Regions from separate parts of the Mus musculus genome. Here regions 1 and 2 are each linked to region 3. The links are chromatin contacts, called in public HiChIP or PLAC-seq and promoter capture Hi-C maps. All regions are on one chromosome and are shown on one strand. The core of a region is the stretch at or near the end of the contact, and the rest is flanking DNA. Distances in the headings are between cores, read along the strand shown. Region 1 holds the start of Reep6 (receptor accessory protein 6). Region 2 holds the start of Ndufs7 (NADH:ubiquinone oxidoreductase core subunit S7). Region 3 holds the start of Onecut3 (one cut domain, family member 3).

What was found. HiChIP or PLAC-seq counts read pairs in DNA pulled down with a chosen protein or histone mark. Capture Hi-C pulls out chosen DNA fragments and counts their contacts.
Region 1: a contact with region 3 is called in an HNF4G HiChIP or PLAC-seq map of pancreatic cancer cells. The contact joins the promoter of Reep6 here to the promoter of Onecut3 in region 3. A contact is called at or near these places in 1 of 39 promoter capture datasets (neural stem cells), 1 of 15 datasets of contacts at CTCF or cohesin (CD8 T cells), 5 of 484 Hi-C or Micro-C datasets (embryonic stem cells, epiblasts, induced pluripotent stem cells and 2 more), 6 of 115 datasets of contacts at active chromatin or transcription factors (the 230-238 cell line, embryonic stem cells, fetal liver and 3 more) and 3 of 9 other capture datasets (adipose tissue, liver and pancreatic islet).
Region 2: a promoter capture Hi-C map of pancreatic islet shows a contact between it and region 3. The contact joins the promoter of Ndufs7 here to the promoter of Onecut3 in region 3. A contact is called at or near these places in 2 of 115 datasets of contacts at active chromatin or transcription factors (memory CD8 T cells and pancreatic cancer cells) and 1 of 9 other capture datasets (pancreatic islet).

Annotation. Positions count from the first base shown.
Region 1 is chr10:80,328,313-80,332,572 of GRCm38.p6, reverse strand. Reep6 (receptor accessory protein 6) reads right to left here and starts at 2,428. Exons shown (of 5, transcript NM_001204931.1): 1 at 2,228-2,428. The coding sequence starts at 2,342. It overlaps Pcsk4 (proprotein convertase subtilisin/kexin type 4), which reads left to right and starts at 3,100. Exons shown (of 15, transcript NM_008793.2): 1 at 3,100-3,302; 2 at 3,523-3,627. The coding sequence starts at 3,123. Gm51809 (a long non-coding RNA gene) reads left to right here. Exons shown (of 3, transcript XR_003949017.1): 2 at 1,432-1,630; 3 at 2,081-2,114.
Region 2 is chr10:80,247,793-80,252,057 of GRCm38.p6, reverse strand. It overlaps Ndufs7 (NADH:ubiquinone oxidoreductase core subunit S7), which reads right to left and starts at 2,609. Exons shown (of 8, transcript NM_029272.4): 1 at 2,567-2,609. The coding sequence starts at 2,582. It overlaps n-TFgaa3 (a tRNA gene), which reads left to right and starts at 3,022; the gene lies at 3,022-3,094. n-TNgtt7 (a tRNA gene) reads right to left here and starts at 2,899; the gene lies at 2,826-2,899.
Region 3 is chr10:80,492,705-80,496,893 of GRCm38.p6, reverse strand. Onecut3 (one cut domain, family member 3) reads right to left here and starts at 1,988. Exons shown (of 2, transcript NM_139226.3): 1 at 704-1,988. The coding sequence starts at 1,886.

The DNA of each region.
Region 1 (4,260 bases), core at 1,179-3,678, 160 kb after region 3:
CTTTACTTAGTGCCTTCATTACCGCACTCCACAGAGCAGCCTTCTGGCCACTAAGACACTTGGCAATGAAAAGCTGGGAGCCACCATTGTGAATCTGTCACTAGACGGTGCCAAGGAAGAGCACAGGGCTTGTGGGATCTGGGGCCTTATTGTGCTCCAATGAAGGTCAGAGGCTAGGCAAAGAGGGGAGGTGGGAAGGCTTATCCACTTGAGGGGACCTTTGCCCTTGGGGCAGCTGGGACTAGGATGGCTCCTCCTTCCTCCCCCACAGACTGTTATCTGCAGGGACACAGGCGTCGGAGCCTAAGGTCAGAGTCCCGGCCCCTCCTTCCATCTGCTCTGGGTCTTATCCTCTTCGACCTAAGGATGAAGAAGGAGGGGGCAGCAGCTGGCCCCAGTGACCTTTGTACCACTGCCCCCAATAAAGTTGCCAGCCTCATTTAGTGTCTGAGGGCATAGCGTGGCCATTTGGGGCAGTTGAGATAAGGGTCCTGAAGCAGGTGGGAGATGTCACCCTGTCTCTGGCACTCATGGGGTGGAGAGGGCTCTTCCAGTGTACTGGTCCCCTCAATCTCTTTAACTACAACCTCAGCAGGAAGAGGATAACCTTGGACAAAGGCCTTAGGGCAGGGAGGGAGCAAAGGCACAGAGACAAATGGACAGGACAGGTGACAGGTTTCACAACACAGCCCCTGCCACCTAGGCCTTAGTTCCCCTCCTGGCTGCCCCCCCCCCCAAGGTACTATGATGCAATTTGCCTAGTGATGTGGAAAGACAGGACAGAGGCTGTGGCCTATACCTGGGCCACACAGCGGGAAAATGGGCTGTCTTACGGTGCTGAGTCACAGGTGCAGTCTGGACAGATATCAGAACCCCCACACAAACACGGGGGGTCGGGTGGAGCCCACCTGCCCTCCAGCTGGTGAGGAAGTGACAGTACGTGGAACTTTGGGGATCTGTGGCAAAGGGCTTTATGTCCTTCACTCAGAGTTGCCGTGGTCTTGTGATTCAGGAAGGGAGGGGGACTTCAGAACACCACTGCAAGTTTCTGAAGACCCCAAAAGAAGGTCCCTAAAATCATTTCAGAAAGATGATGCACCAAGGCCCTTTCCACACTGCAGAAGGGGTCTAGAACAAGAATGGACCTAAAAACAGCTGAGGTGCTTGGATGGATAGTCCCTTCCTGCAAGTCCCTCCCCAAATCCCAGCCACTACCTTAGATCAACAAATATTGACTCAAAGCTATTGTGCTGAAGCACGGAGGAAGAGAGAGAGCCTAGTGTCCGGGTGCTGGGTCAGTCTCCTCCCAGCCTGGGCCTCAGAGGGCTCAGAGATCCACGGGGACTTTCTCCATGAGAATATTCGAGAAGGAGTACACACAATGGGCTGATAGGGCTGGGGTTGTTGTCCCTTGTTTTTCCATCCACTTAGGGGCCAGCTGGGCCACTGGAAAAACCAGACTTGCAGAGAAACCAGACTTGGGGCCTGGCATGCAGCCAGGGCCCCAAGAGGAGGCAGGTCACATGGAGAGTTGCAGTAGGACCCTAGGGTGCCCTTTTCCAAAGACCTTGGAAGAGAAGCAGGCAAATGAAAATCCCCCTTCTTGGGATTCCAGGATGAGACCCTACAGGTAGGTCAGAATGCCCAAATAATAACAGGGTCCCTGGGGGAACCAGAATGTATTTCCCTTCCATAGATAGGCACCTAGGACATTTTGGTTGCCTGTTGGGGACCCAGCTGTGCATTTCTTCCCAGTCTGGTCTGGGTGCCTAGTACCTCATGAGGTCTTTTCCCAGGCCCATCAGGGACCCAAGATATGCACTCCTTCTAGGTCTGAGTCCTTATGGCCTTGTAGAGGCCCTCAGGAACCTAGGATGTGCACACCTTCCAGGTCAGAGTTCCCAGAACCTCACGATGCCTGGTATAAGGGTCCATCTTAGAGATGGGATGCTGCAGCTAGGAATGAACTCTCAGGACCTCCCAAACCCCGTAGAAAACCTAAGATGTAAACTCCTTCCAGGGTGAGGGCACCCAAACTTCAAGATGCCCAGTCAGAACTTGGGTCCTGCAACTTATACAGGGATAGGACCCGGGAGCCAAGCCTGCATTCCCAGGGCCTCCTGGAGCTCGTCTAGAACCCATGACATGAGTCCTTTCCAGTGATGGGACCCAGGACCTCATGGTGCCCGTTGGGAACCAAGTGACATGCACCCCTCTCCAGGCTCACCCGCGGCGAGATACCGCTTCTCTACACCGGTCCTTGCTTCGAGCGCCCCGAGCGCTTCGGTGGCCACGTTCTTCTGTTCCAGAAAACGTTCGAAGCGCTGGCGCAGACCGTCCATGGCAGCGGCGGGCGCGGGGCAGGCCACTGAAGCACGCCCGCAACCTCGCGCACCGGCGCCGCCGAGAGCGCACTTTCACCACCCGCCCACCGCCCGGCCCCGCCCCCGGCCCAGTGCTTTCGGCCCCGGACCCTGGCTCCGCCCCCGCCCCCCGGCTCTGGCCAATGGGAGGGCAGGGCGGACAAAGGAGGTGGGGCCTGCCCCGTCTCCCCGGCCGCATGGCCCTCTGGCCAGGGTGAGGGCCGGGGCGGCAGCGAGGAGTCCCGAGGGGGCGGGGCCCCAGGGTGATGGCGTGTTGATTGGTCAAGAGGGTGTGGCACGATAGTGATTGGACAAGCGGTAGATTATTGACGGAGAGCGATTGACGTGGGTGGAGCTAGTTGAGGAACAGATGGGCGGAGCCTGGTAAAGATCAGCGCTGATTGGACAGACCAGAAAGGAGGCGGGACTACACTGGAAAAACGAAGCTGATCACGAAGGAGGGGGCGTGGAGAAAAGTGGGCGGGGCCAAATAAAGGTTGAAGGCACCTGTTACCTTGAACCTGCTCCTAAGGGCAGATGGAGGGGTTGTCCTTGTATAGGTGGAGAAAGTGAGGTTCCCGAAGGCTTAGGTCCCTATGAATGTGTCACTCCTAGTGGAATATTCCCACCCCTCCCAGGTGGGGAGGGGGTGGGGGAGGAAGGAAGCGCAAGGCCCCTTGGGAGTTGACAGCTTCGCGTTGCTATGGTGTCCAGGCTGGGAGTGCTTCCTGAAGCCCCGCCCCCGCCCCGCCCCCCGCTATGCGGCCCTCCCAGACAGAGCTGTGGCTGGGTCTGACTTTGACTTTGGCCCTCCTGGCTGTGAGGTGGGCCTCAGCCCAGGCCCCCATCTATGTCAGCAGCTGGGCAGTGCGGGTGACCAAAGGTTACCAGGAAGCTGAGCGCCTGGCCCGTAAATTTGGCTTCGTCAACCTGGGACAGGTGGGTGGGACGTGGGGTGTGGGTCTGGACAACCTCAGATCTGGACAAATGGGAGGGTGTCCCCAAGACCTCCCCAAATATGTATCTGTGTGCCCCTCCATGTTCAATTTGGGATTCTGTGGCTGTCATATGGACCCCTGGCTGAGGTGTATAAAGTCGTGGAGATCCTATCAAAGGAGCAGGGTCCCAGCTATGCCCCTGTTGTCCGTCGCATTCCCAGATCTTCCCTGACGACCAGTATTTCCATCTGCGGCACCGGGGTGTGGCCCAGCAGTCCCTGACTCCACACTGGGGCCATCGTCTACGACTGAAGAAAGATCCCAAGGTGAGAGTGCTCGTGGATGCTGTGTCCCAACCAGTAGCCTTCTGTCACCGTTCCTGCTATGAGTGGCCTGTGTGAAGTGGGGCCTAGTTGGGGAAGCCATGTGTGAGCTAGGCGCATATGTAACACAACTTAATATCCAGGGGGACTCAGATAAACCCTTGCCCTGTTGTCCTGAATGGAAGGTCTCATGCACTGGTCCTTTCCCCCCCTGCAAGCCACAGGATGTAGGGAAGGGAACCGGTCCATTTCAGCACACAGGGGAGCTGGAGTCGGTGAGTGTGCAGAACCAGGGGCAGAGCCCAAGTTTTTGGTGCTTCTGTAGGTGTCCTGTCCACATTAGGCCAGTCTGCCACTGGGAACAACTCTTAGATGGCAGTCAAAAAACAGGCATGGAGGTGTGGTATGAGCCATAGAGGGTTACAGGATACGTTAGAGAGGGGATCACCTGCACTGGGACCTATCTTAGCTATTGCTATGACAAATACCATGACCAAAGCAACTTCCAGAAGGAAGACTTTATTGGAGCTTATTGGACTCAGAGGGTGAGGCCATGGCCAGTATGTCAGGGAGCATAGCAGGAGGGGTCAAGGTGGTGCTGATAGTTCACAAGGGGAAGGGAGAGCTAGCTGGAAA
Region 2 (4,265 bases), core at 1,360-3,859, 250 kb after region 3:
CTGAGCACCTTGGAATGCAACTGTATGTATGAGCATGTTGCCCCAGCATCTCAGAACGGAATGTCATTGTATGCATAAGCCTTTCCAGAGGCAAAAAAAAAAGCTACAATGAGGTCACTAAGATGTGCCCAGACATAGCAGGATGGATATTCTTTGTAAGGGCGGGTGTGGGTCAGGTCTGAAGATGTACAACTGTCATCCTAGCACTTTGGAGACAGAGGCAGGGGTCTGCATGTCCTAGAACAGCCTGGCTTACATGGGAACAGACTCTAGAAAATCCCAAACAGCATTTAAAAACACAAAAACAAACAAAACCAACCACGGGTAGGATATAAAGATGACTAGGATAGCCTCATGAGGATAGAGGGGGTCATATCTGTGAGCTCACGAAACCCCAGCCCTGTGACACTCTGATCTTGGACTCCAAGTTCAAGGAATACAAGATAAATTTCTGTCATCTGGGACCAAGCTTGGGGGTGCACACCTTGAATCCCATCACTCAGGATGCAGAGGAAGGTGGAGGGAGCTCTGTGAGTTCGAGCTAGCCTGGTCTACATACCAAGTTCCAGTCAGCTAGAATTACATAGCAAGATCCTGTCTTGGAGGAAGAAAGTGGGAGGGGGTCTCATCTGGGACTGCCCCTCCATGACAGAAAGGTGGGACTGGGAGAGAGACACCCACCATGACATGGGGATTATCCTGCCTCCCACACTCGGGGCTGGGCTGACGGTGGCTTTCCACACTCCTTCTTCTGCCTCAGCCCTCCTCACTGACTTCAGCCTTGCTCAGGGCTACTGCTTCCCAAGGTCACGACTGCTTAGACCAAAGACAGACTACTGCAGACTCTAGACTTTCTGACTGAGTGGCACACACCAGGCCTGATCTTCCCCATCTAAAAACTTAAGGCTTTGGATAAACTTTCAGCAAAGTAAATGCCCTACTAAGTGGCTGGAGGTGCCAGCAGCAGGTGTTTGTTTTAACTGGCATAGGGTCTCTTTGTGTTGCCTAAGCTGCTTCTGAACTCTGACCTCAGGAGAGCCTTCTGAGCAGCTAGGACTGCATGAAGCACAAGTCTGGCTCAGACCAGATTTCTGTGCTGTCATGCTGGGAATGAAATGTGGGGCCCTGAACACATTCAGTGAATGTTTTAACACTGGACCACATCTCCAGGCCTCCTCCTCTTCCTGCCTTTTAAAATGGTATTACTATGTATCCATGGCCGGCCTGGAACTCCCAGAAATCTTAGTGCCCTTCTTTTGAAGCAGGGATCCAGTATAGCCCAGGCTAGGCTCATCCTGCCTCAGCGTCCCAAGGGATGGGATCACAGCTGTACAGTACAATGCCTTACAGCAAACATCCTCCTTGTTGTCTCTAAGGTGTTAGTTTCTCCTTCAAATAGGACCACAGTAAGGTCTATTAACTGTCACCAGCAAGATCACAGCTGAGCCTGAGTGAATTCAGGCGCCAGCAGTCAACACCACGAATCACCAAGCCCTCCACTCTTCAAGGGGGCTACATCACAGCTGGGCTGGGTACAGTGGTGGGGTCTGTAACCCCAGCAATGAGAGACTGTAGCAGGAACATGAGTTTGATATGACTCTAGGCCACACAGGAAGACCCTATCTTTAAAAGAAAAAATAATGTTGGGTATAGTAGTAAGTCTGTCATCCTAGTATTTGGGGTCAGAGCCTGGAGGATCAGGAGTTCAAAGTCAGCCTCTTATACATGAGATCCTGTCTCCAAAGCAGGCATTTGGGGCTGGAGTTGTGTTGGCAGAGTCCCTGCCTGGCATGCACCAAGCTCTTAGTTCCATCCCTGGTGCTGTATAAATGGGCTTGACTGTGCACACCTGCCATCCCAGCATTAGCAGTGAAGGCATTCGGATGAAGCCTTCAAGATCACCCACAGTATAGAGTTTGAGCTAGGACCCATCAGACACTGTCTCAAAGCAACAACAAAACACAGAAGGAGTTAGACCCGACTTCCTGAGTTCTCCCACTCCTTATGTTAACACTGCAACCTGCTAGGCGATGGGAGGTTCCACTTAGCAACTGTCGCTCACGTCTACCAAACTGCACAGGTGTTTAATCCCTGTACATAAAGAGAAAGACACCAAAGCTTTGGCAGGGAAACTAAGACATCTGCTCTAGAGGCCCTTGCTAGCTGTCCAGGTTGGGGATGAGATGGAAAGAGCCACCGGGTGGGTGGCCTAAGTGTCCTGGGCCTCTCCCCTGTCCCACTCTGTGCTTCGGGGACATCAGCCGGGTTTCTGCAGTCAGCTTCCTGAGGTTGGAAGATACACAGGCCTCAGCGTTCCCGACTATAATCAGGGACGATAGCAGGAGGCCTGCAACTTGCTATGTAGACCATGCAGAACTGTGTAACGTGAATTCAAACATGCTTCGGCCTAATGCTAGACACCGACATTACCGAGGGCTGGGATCTGACCTATAGGTCTCTACGGTCCCAACGCCTCTCAACACTAGGCTTGGGCTCCAAGGTCCCCGCAGCGCCAGCTCGGAGCCCAGGACTACGCCACTCTCCCGACCGCAAGGGCTTCACTCACCCGCCAGCGCCGCCATCTTGGCCTCGGCCTTCAGACAACCTCTGCGGTCCGTCCTCCAAAGAGTTCCGGTTCTAGTCCAACGCCCAAATAGACACCAGCGGAAACCCGCACCACAAGCCGAGTGGTTCTGACCCGCTTTATACCTGTGGTCGCGTCCGCGCAGAGTGCGCCACGGTCGTCCTGTGACAAACAGGAAACAGCGACAAAATAAAGAACTTCCACTTTATTCAGTATTAGGGAATGAAAAAGTCGCTGTGGTCGTCCCTGGGTGGGCTCGAACCACCAACCTTTCGGTTAACAGCCGAACGCGCTAACCGATTGCGCCACAGAGACGACATTAGTCAGCTGCTTATAGTATAACCCTACAAGGTTTGACAGACAAATTGTGAAGTGCGCTTGCGCGCTAAAGCAATGGCACGGGGCGGAGGGAGGGTGTTACCGACAAACAGCGCGTCGCCGAAATAGCTCAGTTGGGAGAGCGTTAGACTGAAGATCTAAAGGTCCCTGGTTCGATCCCGGGTTTCGGCAAGTGTTTTTAACTCATTGATGAACCTGTCTTCCGTTTTTGAGATTTTTGATTCGTTTTGAACCACAGTCTTGAATTAGTCCAATCCAATGTTGAACTTTTACGTTCTATTTACATATTAGCAATCAGTCCTGCATTCTTCCAATTAATAGGTCTAAAGCCATTACTGACTATGAAATGTAAAAGTATCGGGGTGAATTGTTTACACACCTGTCAGACTAGCACCCCAGAGAAGCAGGAGGATGTGTACGAGGACAAGTTCTTCCTCTCAAAAAGCCAAAATTATTATTGTTGTTGGTAATGATGTTGTTAAGTAACTTTTTTTTTTTTTTCTTTTTTGGTTTTTCGAGACAGGGTTTCTCTGTATAGTCCTGGCTGTCCTGGAACTCACTCTGTAAACCAGGCTGGCCTTGAACTCAGAAATTCACCTGCCTCTGCCTCCCAAAGGTAACATTTTTTTAAAATGGCTCAGCAGAGCATTGGTTCCTCTTTCAAAAGAATGGGAATTCAATTCCCAGCATCCCATAACCTTCTAAAACTCCAATTCATGGGTCTCTGATGGCTCTTTTGATCTCTCCAGGCACCAGGCATGCATGCAGTCAAAACACCCACACATAAAATAATAAAGTAAAATGAATAAATGTAGGTGGTTAGTGAGCACTCTCTCCTATCACGCAGAAGACCCTGGTTCCACCTCGGCACCACATAAACAAGGCATGTGTGGCGTGCCTGTCATTCCAGCCCTGGGGAGGTTGAGGCAGGAGAGTTAGGAGTCCTTGGCTAGACAGCAAACTCAAGGCCAACCATGATAATGAGAATGATAAAGGTCTGAACTGGTTCAGTGGATAAAAGCAGTTGACTGCTGCTAGACCTGAGTTAGATCTCTAGATCCCACAAGGTGGCAGGAGAGAACTGGAGTCCGAAAGTTGTCCCAGGCATGGGTACCAATGGCTCATGCTGCACATTTGCATGAGCACACACACTCGCAGACACACACACACATGAGCACGCACACACACATTATCCCTGCCTCTTATTTCCAGAGCGCTTGGCTTGGCATTAAGGGATGGGAGGTGGCTGTCATTTGGTAGAAAGTCAGTAACGCCTGGGCAGGAGTCTCATTTTCCCCATTTGTAAACTGAATAGAATCATATACATGTAGCACTCTCTTCC
Region 3 (4,189 bases), core at 739-3,238:
GTAGAAAGGGGGGACAGGAAAACAGGAGGGAGTGAGGCCCTGGGAGCCACGGGGGGGGGGGGGTGTGAAGGCCTCTGGTGGATGCCACTGAGCCCAGGGTCCCAAGGGCTGCCCCTCCCCCAATCTCAAATGACCTTTGCCAACGGCCAGAGGGGGGAGGGATGGGGGACTAGCGGATCGATCGTCGGCAGAGGCTGAGCTGCATAGGAAGAGAGCTCGGTGGTGGTGGTGGTGCTGGGGCTGGGGGCAGAGCGGTGGCCAGGCCTTGGCTGAGTCTAGTCAGCACCTAGAGCTTTGTGACTGGGTGGAGAGAGGGCGCCTTTGGTCCCTCTTGCAGGATGTTTGGGGACGAGGGGAGTGGCACCTCTGATCGCAGGGGATCGTGAACCCAAGGAACGTGCTACAGACGCGCGCATACACGCGCACACACGGAGCCACGCGAGGGCTGTTTTAGTTTAGCACCCTATGTCTACATCAGCCTCAAAGACACTAGACACCCTACACAGTCCCTAAAAGAATAGGGACGGAAACAATAATTGTATTTGCCCTCTTTCTATTAGTGACACTCGGCGATGCAGACCCCGGGTCAGCCTCAGAGGCTACAGTTTCCCCCCTCTAGGCTGGCAGGACGCACTAGCCAAGGTCCTTCATCCTGTGCCAACCATGTCCCCCAGGATCGAGCCTCAGGGGCCCTTGTCCCTACCTGCCAGGCGCAGCGCCGACATGCGCTGGAACTCCGGCTCCTGCAGCCACTTCCACATCCTGCGGAAGGTCTCGCGGCCGGATTTGAGCTTGCTCCAGGGCTTCGGGTTGCGCAGCAGGTCGGAGAGCGTGCCCTGCGAGCGGCACAGGATGCGCTGCGCGAAGATGGCCTGCGGGATGCTGTAGCGCTTCAGCTCGGCGGTGATGCGCTGGGCCACCTCTTTGGTGTTGATCTCTTCGGCTGCAGCGCCGGCTCCCGGGCCGCCGCTGCCGCCGCCAGCGCCACCGCCCCCTCCGGGGCCACCGCCGCCTGAGTGAGGCCCGTGCGCCCCGGCCGCAGCCAGCCCGCCCAGCGGAGCCAGCAAACCCGCGGCCGCCCCGCCGGCCGCCCCGCCGCCTCCCGCGCCGCCGCCGCCTCCAGGCAGCCCTCGGGCCAGCGCGTCCTCTGCGCGCCCCAGAAGCGCCGCGTGTGGCTCGAAGGCGGCAGGTGGCAGTAGTTTGTCCCCGGCCAGGTGGCCCGGAGCCCCGTAAGCGGCGAGCGGTGGCGGCGGCGGCGGCTGCGGGGCGCTGTGCAGAGCGGGGGGCAGCGCGCTGGGCAGCGGCGACAGTGGCGACCCCATGGTGGGCAGCTCCTTGCCATAAGGCCCGTAGAGGTGGCCCACCGAGGCCAGCGCCGCCCGCTCGTCGCGCATGAGGGTGAAGCTGCCGCTCACGCTGGCCGCCAGGCGCTGCGGAGGGGGCGGTGGCGGCGCGGTGGCCGGGTGAGGGTGAGCGTGTGGATGGCCTCCGTGCGCCCCAGCCACCGCGTGCTGGTGGAACTTATCGGCCACGGCGGCCAGCGGCGGCAGGTGCTGCAAGGGCGTGAGCGTGGTGTAGGTGCCACCCAAACCTGGGGCCTCGCACGCCATACCCATGGCCGGGTGCAGGGGGCCAGCCAGCTCCCCACGGAAGTCAGGGCCACCACCCGCGGCCCCTGCAGCCCCCGCGCCCCCGGCGCCCCCGCCCCCGGCGCCACCACCGTCCAGCAGGCTAGCCATGCCGGCCACCAGGCCTGGGCGCCCCGATGCCACTAGGCTTCGGTGTTGGGCCGCGGCGGAGCGCGCGTGGCCCGGGCTCAGCAGCTCGCCGGCTTGCGCGTGTGTCACCCCGTGCAGCCCCCCGAGGCTCTCCAAGCTCAACTCCATCCTGGGTGTCCTCTTCGTGTGTGCTCAAGGCCGCAGCATGGTCCCCACGCACTGGCCGACGCTCCTGGTGGCGGCGGCTGCTACTGTCCCGCTTGTTCAGTGCTCTCGCTCGGCTTCGGCTGCTGCGAGCAGCGGCCACCAGGATGTGGCGGGGCGGCCGCCGCCGGCGCCCCGGCCCGGGTCTGACGTCAGCGCCCCCGCCCATCGCTCCGCCTGCACCCGCCAAACCCCTTGGAGCACCAGGCTGGCTTCTTGGGTCTCCCCATTCTCCTTGCCCTGAGAAGAACCTGAGGGATTGGGGTGGGGGACCGCTAGTCCTGGCTCTGTGTGAGTGTGAGTGAGTGTGTGTGTGTGTTCTCATATCAGCGTCTTTGATTCTCTGTCCTGTACATTCCCCCTTCTGCCCCTACCCGCCCCCAGTTCCTGAAGTGTGGCTACAAACGCCCCCCAACTCTGTTGACACTCTCAGAAAGATGGGCTGTTTTCCCCGTATGCACACAAAGATTTCAAAACCTCTTTTGGGATGAAGTGGGGCTATTAGTAGGTCCCCAGAACAATCACACATTGGCCTCAAGCACAAGGAAAAGCAGGCATTTGGGCATTTGGGCCTCTGTTTCTTCAATTGTGCAATGTAATTGCCCTGCAGAAATCTTTCTTAACAGGGACTTTAGTGGTTTTTAGGCCCAGGATTGGGAAGACAGAGGCAGGTGGATCGTTAATTTGGAGGCTAGCCTGGTCTATGTAGCAAGTTCCAGTCAGGCAAGGGCTTTATAGTGAGTCTTTGCATCAAAGCAAACATAAATTCCTCCAAGGTCCGGTGTAGTGGCACATGCCTTTAATCTCGGCACTTGGGAGGCAGAGGCAGGTGGATTTCTGAGTTCAAGGTCAGCCTGGTCTACAGAACTGGATTCAAGGACAGTCAGGGCTACACATGGAAAAGATGACAGAGAGGGGGGGAAGAGAGAGGGGAAAATTCCTCCTAAGTCCCGTGTAATTGGCTACTTCCTGTCCCCAATATCTCTGGGGTCTAAGGATGTCTTGTCTGAGACTGGTCATCTCTAGACCAGCTTGGGTTTGGGGTTTTTTTTTTTTTTTCAGACTGAGATAGCTAGCCTAGGATCTCTCTCTCTCTCTCTCTCTCTCTCTCTCTCTCTCTCTCTCTCTCTCTCTCTCTCTCTCCCTTTCCCACCTGCAGACAGTGAAGGGGGACAGAAGGGGTACATGGATGGCACCCTACAGGCACAAAGCACCTGGGAACAAGACCCCTTGGGTTTGTGGAGAAGAGATTACCGATTACCAGGGTGGCCATGCCAGACTCTGGGGGGACCTTGTGTTAGGAGGGTGTCTTCACTCAGCCTCAGCCCCTGCCTCCCTTGCCCTGCTCACTGCCAGGGAGGGTTATTGGCATTTGTTCTGGAGCTTGAGTCACCCATGGGCTCTGACGCTCACTCAAGGGATGCCCCCACCAATGGCTTGGGCTATCAGGCTGGAAACAAAGCAAACCAAGAATCTGATGTCCACAGTGCACTGGCTGTGTGACAGGCGTGGTGGTCCATGCCCGGGGCTGCACAGATCCTTTTCTGTTCCTCATTTTCCCCTTTCATGCTGCCCCCCCCCCCCCAGAGAAGAGGATCTTGGAGGAAAGTGAGTGGCATTGTATATGAGCCATTAAGGGGGGGGGTACACAGAGGTCCCTCTCCCAAATCCTTGGGTGGACAGGGCTGAAGGGACTGTTTCAATGTGAACAAGTCAGCATTTATTAAGCTCCAGCTGTTTAACAGTCCTAGAGAGGGAAGAGATCCAGAGCCTATCACTTCTTGCCTGTTGCCATCTTGGTCTCCTGGTTGGGGGTGGGGGTGGGGATAGTGGGGAGTAAAGACTGCAGAGGGGGCCATTAGGGTGAAGCTTGCAGGAGTGGGTACTTTTACCCATCCATCTCCCCCAAGGGGCAGAAGCCTTGGGGTCTTCTGATTTGGGGAGCCTGGACAATTTGGGGCCACAGCCATCTTCCAGATAGAGGAACTGAGGCACACAGAGTGTCTGTTGCACCACTGGGGTTTCCTCCCCAGTGACAAAGAGCTGGGGACAGTTGCTATGGCCAGGATCAGAGTCAAGTCTGCAGTCCCCAAGTCTATCCTACAACATCACAGATAATTAAAAATAATCGTGGGGTGTGGAAATCAATCCACCACCGTCAACCGATAGCATTCAGAGCTCTAGAAAGCAAAGAGCTACAGGGGTTGACTGGGTGTTTAAAAACAGAAAAACAAAAGATGACCATAAACCCTTTCAAATACCAGCCA